Regions from separate parts of the Sus scrofa genome. Here region 1 is linked to region 2. The links are chromatin contacts, called in public HiChIP or PLAC-seq maps. All regions are on one chromosome and are shown on one strand. The core of a region is the stretch at or near the end of the contact, and the rest is flanking DNA. Distances in the headings are between cores, read along the strand shown.

Evidence for each region. HiChIP or PLAC-seq counts read pairs in DNA pulled down with a chosen protein or histone mark.
Region 1: a contact with region 2 is called in an H3K27ac HiChIP or PLAC-seq map of skeletal muscle. The contact joins two enhancer-like sites. A contact is called at or near these places in 2 of 47 Hi-C or Micro-C datasets (embryonic fibroblasts and skeletal muscle) and 1 of 2 datasets of contacts at active chromatin or transcription factors (skeletal muscle).

Annotation. Positions count from the first base shown.
Region 1 is chrX:35,738,168-35,746,003 of Sscrofa11.1, reverse strand. No RefSeq gene overlaps it. Among named protein-coding and RNA genes, the nearest start is that of BCOR, 150 kb to the left of the region's middle. Within about 2 kb of position 4,518, at least 48 of the 83 cell types and tissues checked have an H3K27ac peak or open chromatin away from gene starts, as enhancers often do. A contact at or near this core is called in skeletal muscle, where this site is marked.
Region 2 is chrX:35,597,466-35,604,921 of Sscrofa11.1, reverse strand. No RefSeq gene overlaps it. Among named protein-coding and RNA genes, the nearest start is that of BCOR, 290 kb to the left of the region's middle. Within about 2 kb of position 3,166, at least 15 of the 83 cell types and tissues checked have an H3K27ac peak or open chromatin away from gene starts, as enhancers often do. A contact at or near this core is called in skeletal muscle, where this site is marked.

The DNA of each region.
Region 1 (7,836 bases), core at 3,269-5,768, 140 kb before region 2:
TAAGCCAAATGGATAGTCACTGTACTCACACATTTAACTGATTTGATGTTGCTTTCAGTCGGTCCTCTGTAACCGTGGGTTCTGCGCTCGAGGATTCAACCAACCGCGATCGATCGAAAATATTTGGGAACCAAAAAATTCCAGAAAGTTCCAAAAAGCAAAACTTGAATTTGCTGCATGCAAACTATTTACATAGCATTTACATTATATTTACAACTATTTACATAGCATTTACATTGTATTAGGTGCTATACGTAATCTAGAGGAAGGACCAGTAGGTTGTATGCAAATAATACACCACTTTATATAAGGGATTTGAGGGTCCTTGGATTTTGGTAGCGGAGGTGTGGTCCTGAAGCCAATTCCCTTTGTCTACTGAGGGATAACTCTATTAAGGTCATAAGCTTGCTCATTCAGGTATTTGAACGCTTAAAAAGAAAATTAAAAATTGTGTGTGTGTGTGTGTGTATACACATACAATGTTTAGGAAAATTTAGCTAAATTTATAAATGGATGGGAGAGTTTTAGAGCATTTAGTCTGTTCAACTTGTCTTGATTGGGCCTTAATCAAAGCCCTCTTTGAAATGATTGCTCTAATGTTACAGAAAAATAACAAAGTTAATAAATGGAAGTTAAAGACTTGTGAAACTCTACATTTAAAAATTTTGTAACTGGAGTTCTTGTCGTGGCGCAGCAGAAATGAATCCGACTAGGAACCATGAGGTTGCGGGTTCGAACCCTGGCCTCCCTCAGTGGGTTAAGGATCCGGCGTTGCCGTGAGCTGTGGCGTAGACCGGCAGTTACAGCTCTGATTCGACCCCTAGCCTGGGAACCTCCTTATGCCGCGGGTGCGGCCCTAAAAAGACAACAGACAAAAAAAAAAAAAAAAAAAAAAATCTGTAACCATTGGGGCTCAGCGGTTTAAGAACCTGACTAGTATCGATGAGGATGCAGGTTCGATCCCTGGCCTTGCTCAGTGGGTTAAAGGTCGGGCACTTGCCACAAGCTGTAGCATAGGTCACAGACAGGGCTTGACCCAGGGTGCCTGTGGCATAGGCTAGCCTGGGAATTTCTATATGCCACAGGTGCGTCCCTAAAAAAGAAAAAAAAAAAATCTTGTAACTTTGTAGTTCCTGCTGAAGAACCCAACTACAGTGGCTTGGGTGGTGCAGGTTTGATCCTGGGCCCCATGCAGTAGGTTAAGGATGTGGCATTGCTGCAACTCAGGTCTTGGCTGCTGCTCAGATTCAGTCCCTAGCCCAAGAACTTCCATTTGCCTTGGGTGCAGCCATAAAAAGAAAAAAAAATCTCAAAGCAAAAAATGAAGTCATGTGTTCCTTTTTCATTTAAAATGAGGTATGTGGTGGTTTTAAAACAGAGCCCAGGAGTTTCCTGGTGGTCTAGAAGTTAAGGATCCAGTGTTGTCACTGCTGTGGTGCTGGTTCCATCCCTGGCCCGGGAACTTCCACATGGACGGGTGCAGCCAAAAAAAAAAAAAGAACACACCGGAAATCAAAACCAAAAAACCCCAGAGCCCTAAGATTCGTTGACACACTACCCATTGAGACGTAAGGGGGGGGTGGGGGCTCGATGTCGTCTCCTCCCCTTGAATCTGGGTTCTCTAACTGCTTGACCAACAGAATACAGTGCAACTGACACTGCTGGTTTCTGGGCTTAGTTTCCTTAAGTAACTGGCAGCTTCCATTTCCTAGCTTTCTTGGGTGCTCACTCTTGGCACCCAGCCACCATGCTGTGAGGAAGCCCAAGCGATCCTGTGGAGAGGCCCACATGGAGGAGAACCAGAGCCAGCACCAGCTTGCCAACCATGTGCGTGAGCCATCTTGAAAATGGATTCTTGAGTCCCCGTCGAGCTGCCCCAGTTGCCGCAGCGCGGAGCAGAGGTGAGCTATCTCTGCCAAGCCCTGCCCAGACTGCAGATTCTTGAGCAAAATAAATGATTATTGTTGTTTATACCACTAAGCTTTGAGGTGGCTTTACACAGTAATAAACAGAACAGGATCTAACTTAAACATAGTAAAGTGTACAGCCCTGAGAAGTTTTACAATTGTAAATAACCAAGTAGCCATCCATTAGGTTAGATACAGAATAACTGCATTGGGAACTCCTGTCACGGCCCAGTGGAAACGAATCCGACTAGGAACCATGAGGTTGCAGGTTCGATCCCTGGCCTTGCTCAGTGGGTTCAGGATCCGCCATTGCCATGAGCTGTGGTGTAGGCTCGGATCCCGTGTTGCTGTGGCTGTGGTGTAGGCCTGCGGCTACAGCTCCGATGAGACCCCTAGCCTGGGAACCTCCATATGCTGCAGGTGCGGACCTAGAGAAGACAAAAAGACAAAAAAAAAAAAAACCAAAAAAAAAAACCCAAACAAAAAACCAACCAACCAACCAACCAACCAACCAGAGTATCTGCATTTCCCCAGAAGGTTCCTTAGTCAAACAGTTTCTTGAAATACTACCCAGGCACCTGAACTCTTACCCCACAGTTCTGGGCAGCTCAGCATTTATGCTTTTTTTCTCAGAGACATTTCCAAACTTAACTGGCTTGGAAACATCCTCTTCAGCCTCCATCGATGGAATAAAAACAGGCCAGAAAAGAGCAAAGGCTCGAATGGAAGGCAACCAGATTTCAGTCTGTAACCTCTGGGATGTAGGTCGGCAAGAAAATGAGCTGATCTGCTCTCAAACCTCCCATCAGCAGCGTCACCTCATAAAAAGCAAGCGCACAGGGTGCCGTCTTAATACCTGCGGTCAGGCCTGTGAGGCCTGCTTTGGTACTTGCAGTCCTAACTCCGGCCAAAGCAACAGAGGCCAAAAAGGCTTTGGGGAATCTTTAAGCTGGGTGGGGGAGAGTCCTGCCCCCCTCCCCAAATCTGCTTCACCAACTGCTTTACTTCCAACTGTGGGCTGATTTCCATTAATCACACTTGGCCCTAAGTACCCTGGAACAGCCTTTCAGGAATTTTAAGGGGCTCCTGACAAAGCAGGTCCCTGAGACCAAACAATAGTGGTCTCCAGGAAAAGCCTGGATGCGGAAGGGACGTGTCCACCCTCACTCCTGGCCTTCCTGGAGACCCAGGTTCCAGGCCTGCTTGTGATCTCCCCAGGTAGGAACCCGAGTTCCTCCACTAAATAGATTTTCCTTTTGTTGTCACATTAATTTGCAACTCATTAATAGTGACAGAAGTGAGGTACTGCACCGATGTCATTTGCATATTCATGAGTGACTTATTATTAAACAAATAAGATTTTCCTATCTTCGTGAGCACCCAAAGTAAGGCTGAACAGTACATTACACCGGCCCTGATGCTTTATTCTCTCTTTAATATGTTAATAGATGCAGTTGATTTCTTTAAGTAAATACGCATCTATAAAACAACACGTACTTTATAAAAAAGAAATCATTTAAATAATAATCCATTAGCAAAGTTGGCAACAATTTAAGAGGAACAACCCATTAATACCAACGCGTGAGAATCAATTTGCGAATTTTAACTCGGCTGGGTGGTGGGTTGCGGACGATCGAGGAGGAGGACGTGCGAGAGTGTGTGCGCGCTTAAAAAAATATTGTAATGAGTTTCCGAAGACGAGCACTCGAATCCTTCGCATCTTTCGGGTGCCGGCTCCCAGTAGGTCGAAAACTGCCTGCGTCCTGGCCGGGATCAGCGTTTTTCCGGCATCCGCAGGGCAGTGGAAGGGTGATCTGAAAGCAGGCCGGAGCGCCACGTCGGCCGGGCAGCTCTCACTGTGCCCACGGGCCCCGCATGAGCACCGGGTTAAGGCGCGTGGAGGCGGGGCGGGGCCTGGGCTCCGGGCGAGACTCCCCTACGGGGCTGCGGCTGATGGCCTCCCCTCCGATCCACCCCCCCCTCCGGCACCGGTTTCGTCGTCATAGCCGGTTCTTTCCTGCCGGGGTCAGGGCGCGCTCCCCCCGCGGCGGCGCGGAGCGCGGGGCCAACCGCGCACCCTTATCTCGGCCGAGTCAGACACTCGCCGCGCGGAATCTGTTGACATTTACTATTGTTCGCAGGAGTCCGGAGCACGGGGCGGGGGCGGGCGGGCCGAGACAGCGAGAGGGAGGGCGGCGAGTGTGGGGCCTGCGGTCGGCCTGGGTGTGTGTTTGTCTGAGCTCGCGAAGGGTGAGGGTGGGGGTCGGGGGAATGCGCCGTCTCCACGGAGGACAAAAAGTGACTCGCGGGCCCGGAAGCTTCCAAGCCGGCTCACTGGCCCACGCCGGGAATTGAGGTGGTGGTGCTGGGGCGGGGGAAGCGGGGGGAGTGGTACACAAGAAGAAAGATGGGGCAGCCGGCGGTGAGGTCCGCGGATGGAGGGGGTCGGCTCCAGCCACACGGCCCCCAGTGACCTGCAGGACACAAGTGCATTTGTGCCGAGCCGTGGCGGGGATTAAAGTGCCATACGGCTCGAGCGAGGGGGGCGAGGCGGATGGAAAACAACTCCCCGCGCGCACAAAGCGCGCATTGTTCCAGCCACCTCCATTATGCCGCGCTGCAGCCAAGAGCCCGTTTCGCAACTGCCCGCCCGGCGCTCGCGCGTACACACACACACACACACACACAGCCTCGCAACACGCGCGCGCGCACACATACACACACACACACACCCTGGAATTCGCCCGGGCCGCGGCCAGGGGTGGGTGCGCTCCGCCGGGACTGGGAGAGGCCACTGGGGCGGAGGATGGGGGTTGGGAGAGGGGCTCGCAGGCGTCTTTTTCAGCTCGGCTGCTTGTCTATTCAGGGCTAGGCTTTTAAATGTCTTCTCTCCCTAATCGCCTCCCCGGCACTTCTCCTTTTCTCCGGTTCCTCGGGCCTGCCCCGAGCGCACCCCAGAACCTGGAGCTCCCCGAGAAAGGCGGCGACGGCGGGGGTTGGGGGTTAGGGAGGGAGCGCTCTCGGCCGCTGTCGCCCGGGGATCGCAGCCCCAGGCGCGCAGCGCTTGCCTGCTCTGCTGAGGACACGTGCTCGGGAGGAACCGGGGAAACGTCCCGCCTCCCTAGGAGAGGCTCCCGGAGCGCCCACATCCCGGGCTCTCCAGGACTTCCCCGGCCCCGGAGCGGGAGCTGCGGAACCCCACGCCGCACTGACGGGCCTGCCCGCAGGTGCGTGCCAAGTGGGACAGCTCGGCCGCCCCCACCCTCCCCAGGCCGGGGCCTGGGCCCTGTCCTCCGCCCTCTCCGGCCTTCACGGCACTGGATAGGCGCCTGGAGAGGAATTAAGACTTGCCAGCCTCTTAGGACCCTACCCTTTTCTCCCCTGGGAGCGGAGCGGGGGTGGGGATGGGGGGCAGGGAAGGAACCGAGACACCCCACTCGCCTCCCGTCGCGCCCTCCCTGGTGGGCAGGTGGGGAGCGTAGGAGCCCGAGCGCGGCGAGCCAGCGCGGTCTGGTTTCCTTTACGTTTACAAGCTATAAATAAACTTCCCCTTGGGCGGATGCGCGCTGCGTCCAAGGGTGGCTTCCCGCCGAATCCGGCGGGTGGTTTACGATCCCGGCCGGGAGCTGGTCCTAGCGCGGCCTGAGCCCCGGGTGGGGCGCTGGCTCGGGGAGAGCTCAGAGGTCGGCCAGGAGTGGCCGAGTGACCCTCCATCCCTTGCGGGCTTGGGGCGCCTCTGTGGTGTGGCTCGAGGGTGGGGCTGGGTGATTTATAAGCCGTCCCTTCTCCCTGCCGCTCCCATTTCACTTGTTTTCCTCGCCTTCTCCCGCTCAAACCCCATTCCCGAATCCTCGCCCCCAACCCTGCCCCGCGACGATTTGGTAATTGCCGGCTGCTGGAGCGCCAACGCAGGCCCCGGAGGCGCGCGTGTCCGCAGGGCGTGGGCGAGGCCCTCGGTGCTTTCACCCTCACGCCTCCGCCTGGGGCCGAGAGCTGGCCGGCTGAGCGGGACACGGCTGGGCGGCCGGGGGCGGCCTTGGCCGGAGAGGCGGGGAGGAAGGGCTGGCTGCACCACTCCGGAAACCGCGAGCCTCCCGGGTGGATCACTGACCCTCAAGGTCACGGGGCGCGGGGAAACCACCGCCCCGCGCCAGAGCTGAGGCCAACGCTCCCGTCGGAACTCCCCTGGAGGGTGGGCGGCTCCGCAAGGGAGCCCAGAGGACGAGATAGGAGACGTGACGCAGAGGCCGTCACGGGTCCCAACACTGCCCTCCACCAAAGGGGCGCCGTTTCACTCGACCTTGGCGACCACGCCGCGAAGTCGGGGGCCAGGCCTCCTCGAGTCCCCAGCACGCGCGCGTGTGTGTGTGTGTGTGGGGGGGGTGCTGGTGTACGTGCATGGGCCTATGGGGAGTCTCAGGGGAGTAGGGTGACTCTGGCAGCTGCTCTCTCGGTTCGTTTCCGATGAGACTTGGGAGGCCGCGGAGGAGAGGCGGCCATCCGAGTGGGCGAGAGCCCGGCTTGGGAATGGGAACGGGGAGGGGGCGCCTTCCCCTCGGGAGGTTCGGCAGCGAACGCCCCCAGCATCCCCTACCCTCCCGTCTCCGGGCCGCAGCCCCACAGCGCCCCAGGCTCGCTCCTCTGCTCGGTGTTTGTTTAACCCTCAACCCCTCCGAGGCAGCTGCGGATAGAGGGATTCCCGGCGGCGTTAATCCTGGGGCTGGACCCCAACCTCGGCCGCTGGGAGCGCCCCCCCCCAACCTCGAGGCCAGAAGTCCCAATGGGCCGGCGCCTCCGCCACCTAAATGGGTCTGAGGGCCGTCAGGGGTCGACAGAAGGGGACCCTTGGCAAAGTCCCCATTGTTCCCCGGGAGCTGGGAAGCTGACTCACGCTCTGAACAGAGCGATGCCGAGTGTTTTCTCGGCAGCCTTCGCCCGAGTGCTTTATTTAGACAGGCTTTATTTACAGTACACATGTTTTCGGCTCGTTATTCTGGAGGCGGGAGTGGAAACTGGGCAGAGCAGGAGTTCTCTCCGTGCGCCTCACGTTTGGAAGAGGCTGAGGCTCAGCGCAGTCGAAGGATCCCACTCCTGCCTGCGTGCTCTGTTCCCTAGTGAGAGGATGCGGAGGAAAATGGTGAGCGGGTGGAAGCGGGGGGCGCACACAGCGGTCACCCCCTTTCCTGATGCCGCTCTTCAAAATGCATAGCTCCCCAGGAACGTGAGACATGCGCAGGCCCACTGTACAGACTTCAGGGGGGCCAGAAATTCACACAGACAACACACACCGGCTTAGGGAGAAAAGTGTCTTAAACTCCTTTTCCTGGGCTTCTTTCTTATGGTTTTGGATTTTCTGGCTTAGCCAGGTCTTGGTCCCTCTGGATTCTGCGAAGACTTTGTCCAGACTCTTGAGTGGAGGGTCCAGGCCAGCCAGTGGCCTGGAAGGCCTCTGGTCGCCACCCTGCAGTCAAGTCTGCCTATTGGCAGCTACTCACTAAGCGGGGTGGTCTGGTTAGGGACTGCAGGAAATTGTCTGAGCTAGGTGAAATATTTCACAGAACCTTCGGGCGGCCCGAGGTTGACTTGAAGCTGGCGATGTTAAAACCCAAGCAAGGTTAACGAGTTCTCTCTCTCTCCTGACTTCTCCGGCGCAGTTCACAGAAAACTGGGGGTGGCGCTCTTTAGAGGAAGTAGGTTTAATGGCATTTCCTCTCATTTTTCTGCACAGCGAGGTGTTGCGGTCGTCTGCCCTGCTACTCGCAGGGCTCAGTAGCCTCACTGGGGCTGGGGTGGCAGAAGGGCCTCCCTAAGGTCCCTCTTTGCGGGGCCGCAGCTGACTCGAGCTCCGTGGCCACTGAATTCGAAGTCAGCCTGTTTGCTTGCTTCTAACTCCTGCTTGGAGTGAAGGGCAGCCTGAGCGGAGGTGCTG
Region 2 (7,456 bases), core at 1,917-4,416:
TGAGTAGGTACCCAGAGATTTGCCCAATCGCTTCTGTTCTGCCCCTGTCATAGTTTCCCTGCCAGGAGCCACTCACTGAACTAGAGCTGAGGACACAAAATCCCCTGTCCTGGGGAAGACAGCAACTATCAGCCCCGAGGAGAAAATTCCCCTAAACCCCTGTCCCAAAGAATTGTCACCTTCACCCTACAAAAAGGGGGGAGTTCCCATTGTGGCTCAGCAGGTTAAGAACCCGACTAGTACCCATGAGGATGTGGGTTCAATCCTTGGCCTCACTCAGTGGATTAAGGATCCGGTGTTGATGTGAGCTGTGGTGTAGGTCACAGATGAGGCTCAGACCTGGTGTTGCCGTGGCTGTGGTGTAGGCTGGTGGCTGCAGTTCCGACTTGACCCCTAGCTTGGAAACTTCCATATGCTGCAGGTGCAACCCTTAAAAACAAAACAAAACAAAAAGAATTACAAGAATTGTTGCCTTCAGTTTTAATAAATTTACATGGACTCCGTCCTAAACAGGCAAGGTGATGGAATAGTTCGTCCTGAACTGTCCCCAACTTCTGCCCCTGCCCTTGTGCGGGCCTGGCTAAACTTTCTTCGTTGTTGTTGCAGGCTGAGTTGTGTCCTCCCAAAGTCGTATGGTGAAATCCCAACTCCTAGTACAGAATGTGACTACGTTTGGAAACAGGGTCTTCCCTCCTTTAATTCCCTTAAAGGAGGGAATTAAAATGGAGTGAGGTTTCAAGGGTACGGCCCCAACTCAACAAGATTAATGTCTTTATAAATTGGGGAGGAGATGCCAGAGATGTGTGCACACAGTGGGAAGACCATGTGGAGACCCACCGAGAAGGCGGCCATCTGCAAGCCAAGGAGAGAGGCCTCCAAGGAAACCAGCCCTGCTGACACCTTGGTCTTGGACGTCTAGCCTCCAGGAGAAATACATTTCTCTTATGAAGCCAGCCAGTTTTTGTTTGTTTGTTTGTTTGTTTTTAAGGCCACATTCATGGCATATGGAGGTTCCCAGGCTAGGGGTTGAATCAGAGCTGCAGCTGCTGGTCTACGCCACAGCCATAGCAATGTGGGATCCGAGCTGCCTCTGCGACTTAGGCCACAGCTCAAGGCAATGCTGGATCCTTAGCCTACTGACCGAGGCCATGGATGGAACCTACATCCTCATGGATCCTAGTTGGGTTCCCTACTGCTGAGCCAAGATGGGAACTCCAGGCTGCTTTGATTAGATTAACTGGTGGTCACCTGGGGTCTCTGGACTCGCCAGTGAGGGATCAGCTCAGAGCAACAGGAATATAATGCAAGCTACAAATGTGAGTCACGTATGTCCTTCGGAATGTTCTAGTCAGCCAGGCAGGAGGCTGGCACAAAGTGTCAGCTAGTCTGGGGGTGCGCCTTCAGCCCTGGCTCTGTCAATCCGGGGGCATAGGGGAACCAGCAGAAAGGCACCCTTTGCTGAAGTCACCTGCAGCCCAGCCCACTCCTGGGTGCAGGGCAGGCAGCCTTCCTCCTCCCGGGGTTGTTTCCACCACAGAGGAATCCAGGGCCCGCCTGGCCCCGATGCATTTTTTATTTTGCTATATTCTTTCCATTGTCCTGAAGTGAATAATTTAAGCTGACACAGAAAGGAAGGGCAGCCCTTGCCACAAAGGGGAGGCTGTCAGCTCTCCCCCTGCCCCGCCACACACACACCCCCGAACCTCTCTTTGGCTTTGCCTCCTGGGTTTCTCTCTTCCTTGTTTGGTTTCTCTGTCTGCCTCATTCTTGAACTTGAGCCTTTTTCTGGTACTCTTTCATGTCTGATGGGCACATGCATGGCAGTTGCTTGCGCACGCGAGCACACACAGACACATACCGACACACACACACACACACACACACACACACACACACATACACGCCCTATTCCCTCGCCCCAGGTCTCCGTGGGCAGAATGTGTGACATTTGTGTGTGTGTCTCCCTCTTGGTGTGTGATGATTCTCATCAACGGTTCCCTGCTTCTCCTTTCCCTTCTTTCCTTTTGTTGACTCTGCTGTTTGCATATGCAGGAGAAAGGGCTGCTTTCCTTGCGAATCGGCCTTAGGCCTTATTTTTTTTCTGGGTCTCTTTTTGCAACCCCACAGCATGGAATCAAAGTCTTGGGGGTGAAGGGCGGGGATGGGAGAAGACAGAGCCAGAGGCTTCGCCAAGCTTCCCAGGGAAGACGAGGGATTTTCTGAAGCTACAAGGGGCAAGTTTGAGGTTGACGAACACTCAGGGGCTTTTCTGTGCCCCTGGGCCCTCTGTGCTCAGTGTATGGAGCTGCCGCTGGCCACAGGCATTGTCTGGAGAGCAGCCTTGGCCTTCTTCAGCCTTGAACCAGGAAGCAGGCTTTATTTGTCGGGAGAGGGCATAGCCAGGATTTCCTGAAGGTTCTGGCCTCTGGCCTGTAACCCAGTTCTGTCCAATAGCAATATAATGCAAGCCACAAATGTGAGTCACATACATCCTTTGGAATGTCCTAGTAGCCACATGAAAAAGGTAAAAAGAAACAGGTGAAATGAATTTGAACAATATATCTTAGTTAACCCAGTTCATCCAAAATATTATCATTTCAACATGTAGTCAAGAAACAATTATTAAGGAGATCGCTTCCCCCCCGCCCCCTTTTTTGGAATCTAAGTCTTGCAAATCCGGTGGGTATTTCATGCTTTCGTCCTGCCTCCGTTTGGACTGACCACATTTCAAATGCTCCAGAGCCACACGTGGCTCGTGGCCACCGTATAACCACCAGGCCTGGGCTCCGGAAGCTCCAGCTGGGCTGCCTAAATGGCAGGGCTCTTAGGAAGTCCTCGGTGCGGCCGTTTGATGGGAAGGACGCGAGGTGATGTGTGGGAAGTTCTCGAAGCGATTATTCTGCCATTACCATCATTAGCTGTAATCATCATCAGCGCAATGGCAGCGCCCGCGTCCGGCCCCGTCGCTGTCTGTTTCCAATTCAAGCTGCGCGCTGTGCTGGGGCATCGCTGACCTGGATTCGGTTATTTGGGGGAGCTGAGGGTGCAGTTTCCAGCTGCCCTCGCCCCGCCCCGGGGCCTCGCCTCCTTGGCGCCTGTTCCTCCTCCTCTGCTTTAGGTCCCAGGCACCCCTCTGGCTTTCCCCTTCTATATATAGCGCTCTGTGGTGACAGCTGGTCATCTGATGACTCATCAGTCACTGTGGGCGTCTCTGGATGGAACCCTGAACATTTATTCATAGGGTGTTTTTGGCAGCTCCTGCCCTCCGCCTAGTAAGTGCTGGCTTTAGGGGCTTGTCTCTAAAAAAATCACATGCAGAATGGGGGTGGGGGTTGAGGAGCCAGCAGGCCCCCAGCCGAAGGCCTCTGGGTGCTCGGCAGATCCAGCAGGGCACTGGGGCACCAGGGGAGCTGGTGAACGCCAAGACACCAATTGCTCAACCGAGGGCTTGGATGGTGCTTTCGCTCTCCCTTTAGTCACCCGTCCTGAGTACCTGGCTGGCCCTGGATTGGCCCTGGCTGCGGAGGCTTCTGAGATGTTAGCGCCTTTCCCAAGCCCGCGGCCCCCATCTCGTTTCAGTGGGACAGCAAGGACTCGAGACTGGCTCTGGAGCTGCCAACAGCTGGGTTTAATCGAGGCTGCTCTGCTCACCAGCTGTGCCACCTGGGAGCGTCCCTTCTGATCGCTGAGTTTCTGCTTCCTCTCTGGGGCAAGGCGCTCAGTACCAGTGTGGCCGGCTGCGTTCCAAGGACTGAATGAGGGACTGTCGGTAACGGGTCAACCCACAGTCAAGTGTTCTTGCCCAGCCCGCGGTGGGGCTGGGGGGCTAGGACTTCCATTTGCCAGCAGCGGATGCTGAGATGAGGATTTGCGTGGAAGTGATTTCCGATGGAGGGGCTTCCGGGAGATGCCCATAAGATGCAGGGGAAGGCGGGACTGGGAAGGGGCGGGGGAGCCAATTTCAGACAAAGTCCTGCTCCTGAGGGTAGCCTCTGCCTGACCCCATGGGGGTGGGCCCTGGGGGGTCGGGGGCGGGGTAAGTCATGCCTCAAAGTCTGTCCTGACTCCTGGCAAGAGGGCTGAGCTGCCAGTCACACTCCCTCAGTGGGTGTTGTCAGCATCTCAGGGAGACCCTGGGCCTGGGGCTACAGGCTTCCAGACCCTTCTGATTCTCTGAGGATGAGCTGCTCCAGGCGCTGAGGGTGGGCTGCAAAGGGAGTCACAGGTGCAGGTTATCAGAAGTTGGGGGAGGGATGCTTATTATCAAAAAGGGACCCAGGAATCTGCCTCCCTGCAACAGTGGCCATCAGCCCTCTGGGGGTGACACCAGTGCCAGGGACGGGGAAGGTGATTGGAGTTACAAGGGGAGGCACTGCCCAGGCCTTTCCACTTACATCAGGCAGAAGGGCCGCCAGATGAGGAGGATGCAGAAGCCTGAGGAGCTTCTGGCCAAGCCCAGCCTCGGGGGGGACACCCCGACATTGGACACATGGGTGAGGGAGGGGGCACGGACCCAGGATGCCAGGCGCTAAGTCTCGTTCATCCCACAGGCAAGGCTTCCGATCATCACTGCTGCCACCGCTTCCCAGTCCATGCCTTCTTCCTTCCTTCCACACCTCAGCCCGGACCCCAGACCGTGCAGACTCTCCATCAGCTCAGCGCACCCCCAGGCTCCTTGGGGTCAGGCTCCTCCGTGCTCTCGCTCTCGTTCCCACCTTCTGACTCCCAACTTCTTCCCTGCCTCCTCCAGGCTCCTGTCCTCTGCCTCCCTGGACTTCGAGCCTACTTGGCCCCCAGCCCCCTTTCTCCAGCCACTAAGGCTTCTGTGCCCTCTACTGGGGACACGGGATGCTGGGGGGGGGGGGCGTCTAGAGGCCCTGACGTCATTGCCCCTAAGTTTCCATTCACCAGCAATGATGAGTTTATTTTCCACTCGCAGGAATTCCGAGTGCGAATGATTTTACCACTGCTCTGTTCTTGGTGCAGCTGGGATTCTATTTATCACCGGCTTAGGAATTTGACGTCCTGGCTTTTCCACCCCAGTAGAATTCTCTCCCCTTCCCCCTCTTCTCCTCTTCTGCCTCTTCCCATTTTCATTCCGCTCTCCCCTCCCGCTCCCTTTCCTTCCTCCTTCTCCCTCCCCCTCCCTCCCCCGCCCCCACAGCTGTCCCCAGGCAGTGACCCAGGCAAGAGCCCGCAGGCAAGCCTGCCCCTCAGGGAAGCAGCAGGTGATGGCAGCACACACGCAGCAGGGTGACGAGTTGACAATTGGCCAAGAGCTCCGTTCCGACTTCAGTCACCCACCCCGCCAAGCGGCAGTCATTATTATTATTTTTTAACTTAAAAAAAATTGCTCAACCCAGGGCCAGAGCATATATTTGACATGCGGTAGCAGCAGTGGTGGAAAAGGATGCTTTAAAAGGGTCATTAAGACAAACACTCTTGGAAAATTTAACAGAAATTCTATTTAGCTATTTGAAAATATGAGGGTATTATATTGTCTTAGTGAAAATACCTTTTCCTTTCAGTGGCTCACTTATTTTCCCTCCCGTGGTTCTAGTTGATTAAATGCTGTTTTTGCAGCATCACCCCAGTTCACGGCAGCCCTGTGATTCGGTGGAGCCCAGCCTGGCAGAGCTTTTCGGAGGAACAGCGTGTGTTCTCTTGGAAACTCACTGAGGGGTTCAGAGCCGGAGAGCCCCCTGCCAGCCTTGACTGTGAACCGGGCTTGTGTCAAGGCAGGGTCTCCGGCTCATGTGACCACCCTGGACCAGGGTGGGGCTTACCCATTTTCCCACGGGGAAGGGTCGAGGTCTGAATGAGCCTGGTGAATCGCTTCTTGGTAATTTAAGGTGGGTCAGTCTCTCTGCGGCTAAGCTGAGCTGAGGTTGGAGTCGCAGGGTGTGGCGCCCACAACTCCTGGCAGTTAACCTCACACAAAGGCAAAACTCTCCCGGCACAAGCAGCTCCACCTTGGCTGCCTGTGGGCAATTCTTCCAATGTTTTTCCATTAGTCACAAAGGAGGAGGGGGTGGGCTGGGGGGTAGGGTGGGCAGTGTGGACAGTCATGGCAAACCCGTAGTTATTAGGAAGAAAGCCTCAAATGCACTGCTGTCTAAGGCAGCGTTTGAAGAGCTGGCATGGGGTAGGGGGTGGTTGGTGAAAATCCACATATGACACAGAGCAAGTATACACAGCCATCTACAAATCCTGGGTTCCTGACATCCGAACTTCTTTGCGAGATCGCTTGCCCAGCACCTGGGGCCCTTTGCCCGAGCCTCTCCCTGACTGCCTGAATGGGCAGTGCCCACAGGGAGGGCAGCCCACACTAGTGCCCCCAACCACAGCTATTAGGATTGGGTGGGTAGACGCCGCAGCTTCTTTGTCCTTCCTATGGGACAGTCTGAGGTGTTCCACACCATCAACAAAAAGTGACCCATTCAGGGAGTTCCCGTTGTGGCTCAACAGGTTATGAGCCTGACTAGTATCCATGAGCATTCCGGTTTGATCCCTGGCCTCACTCAGTGGGTTAAGGATCCGGTGTTGCCTCAAGCTGCTGCAGAAGAGGTTGCAGACGTAGCTCGGATCCCACGTGGCTGCGGCTGTGGCTGTGGCTGGCAGCTGTAGCTCTGATTCAACCCCTAGCCTGCGAACTTCCACATGCAGCCCTAAAAAGCAAAAAAAAAAAAAAAAAAAAAAAGGAGTTCCCGTCGTGGCGCAGTGGTTAACGAATCCGACTAGGAATCATGAGGTTGCGGGTTCGGTCCCTGCCCTTGCTCAGTGGGTTAACGATCCGGTGTTGCCTTGAGCTGTGGTGTAGGTTGCAGGCGCGGCTCGGATCCCGCATTGCTGTGGCTCTGGCATAGGCTGGTGGCTACAGCTCCTATTAGACCCCCAGCCTGGGAACCTCCATATGCCGCAGCAGCGGCCCAAGAAATGGCAAAAAGACCAAAAAAAAAAAAAAAAAAAAAAAAAAAGTGACCCATTCACCCACAGTAGTAGCCTCCTTATTAATACATCCTCTGGCTTCGCTACTGGCTCTCTCTCAAGCCCTCATTGCGCTCTGGTGCTTCCGAGAATCACCTTCAAAGGAAACTGCTTGCACTCAAAATCTTGCATCAGATTTGGCTTCTAGAGAAGCAAGATTCTTTCCATATAAATTAAGTCTCCCTCTTCTTTCTCAGAGCACCCCCCCAGCCCCACCCAATAGCGCTCAGCAGGATCTGTAACTACGCATTTATTTGCATGTTTATTTGTTTAATGTCTGCCTTCTCGAGTGGAATGCAGGCTACAGGAGGGCAGAGACAATGTGTATTTTGTTCACTCCCTTAAATCTTTACACATCACCCAACCCAGGGCTTGACCCATGGTGGATGCACCAGAAAAATTCTGTTGAGGACGTGAATGCAAAATCCTTGGGAGACACCATGGCCTCTACTCTTTCGGCCTTTGTGGT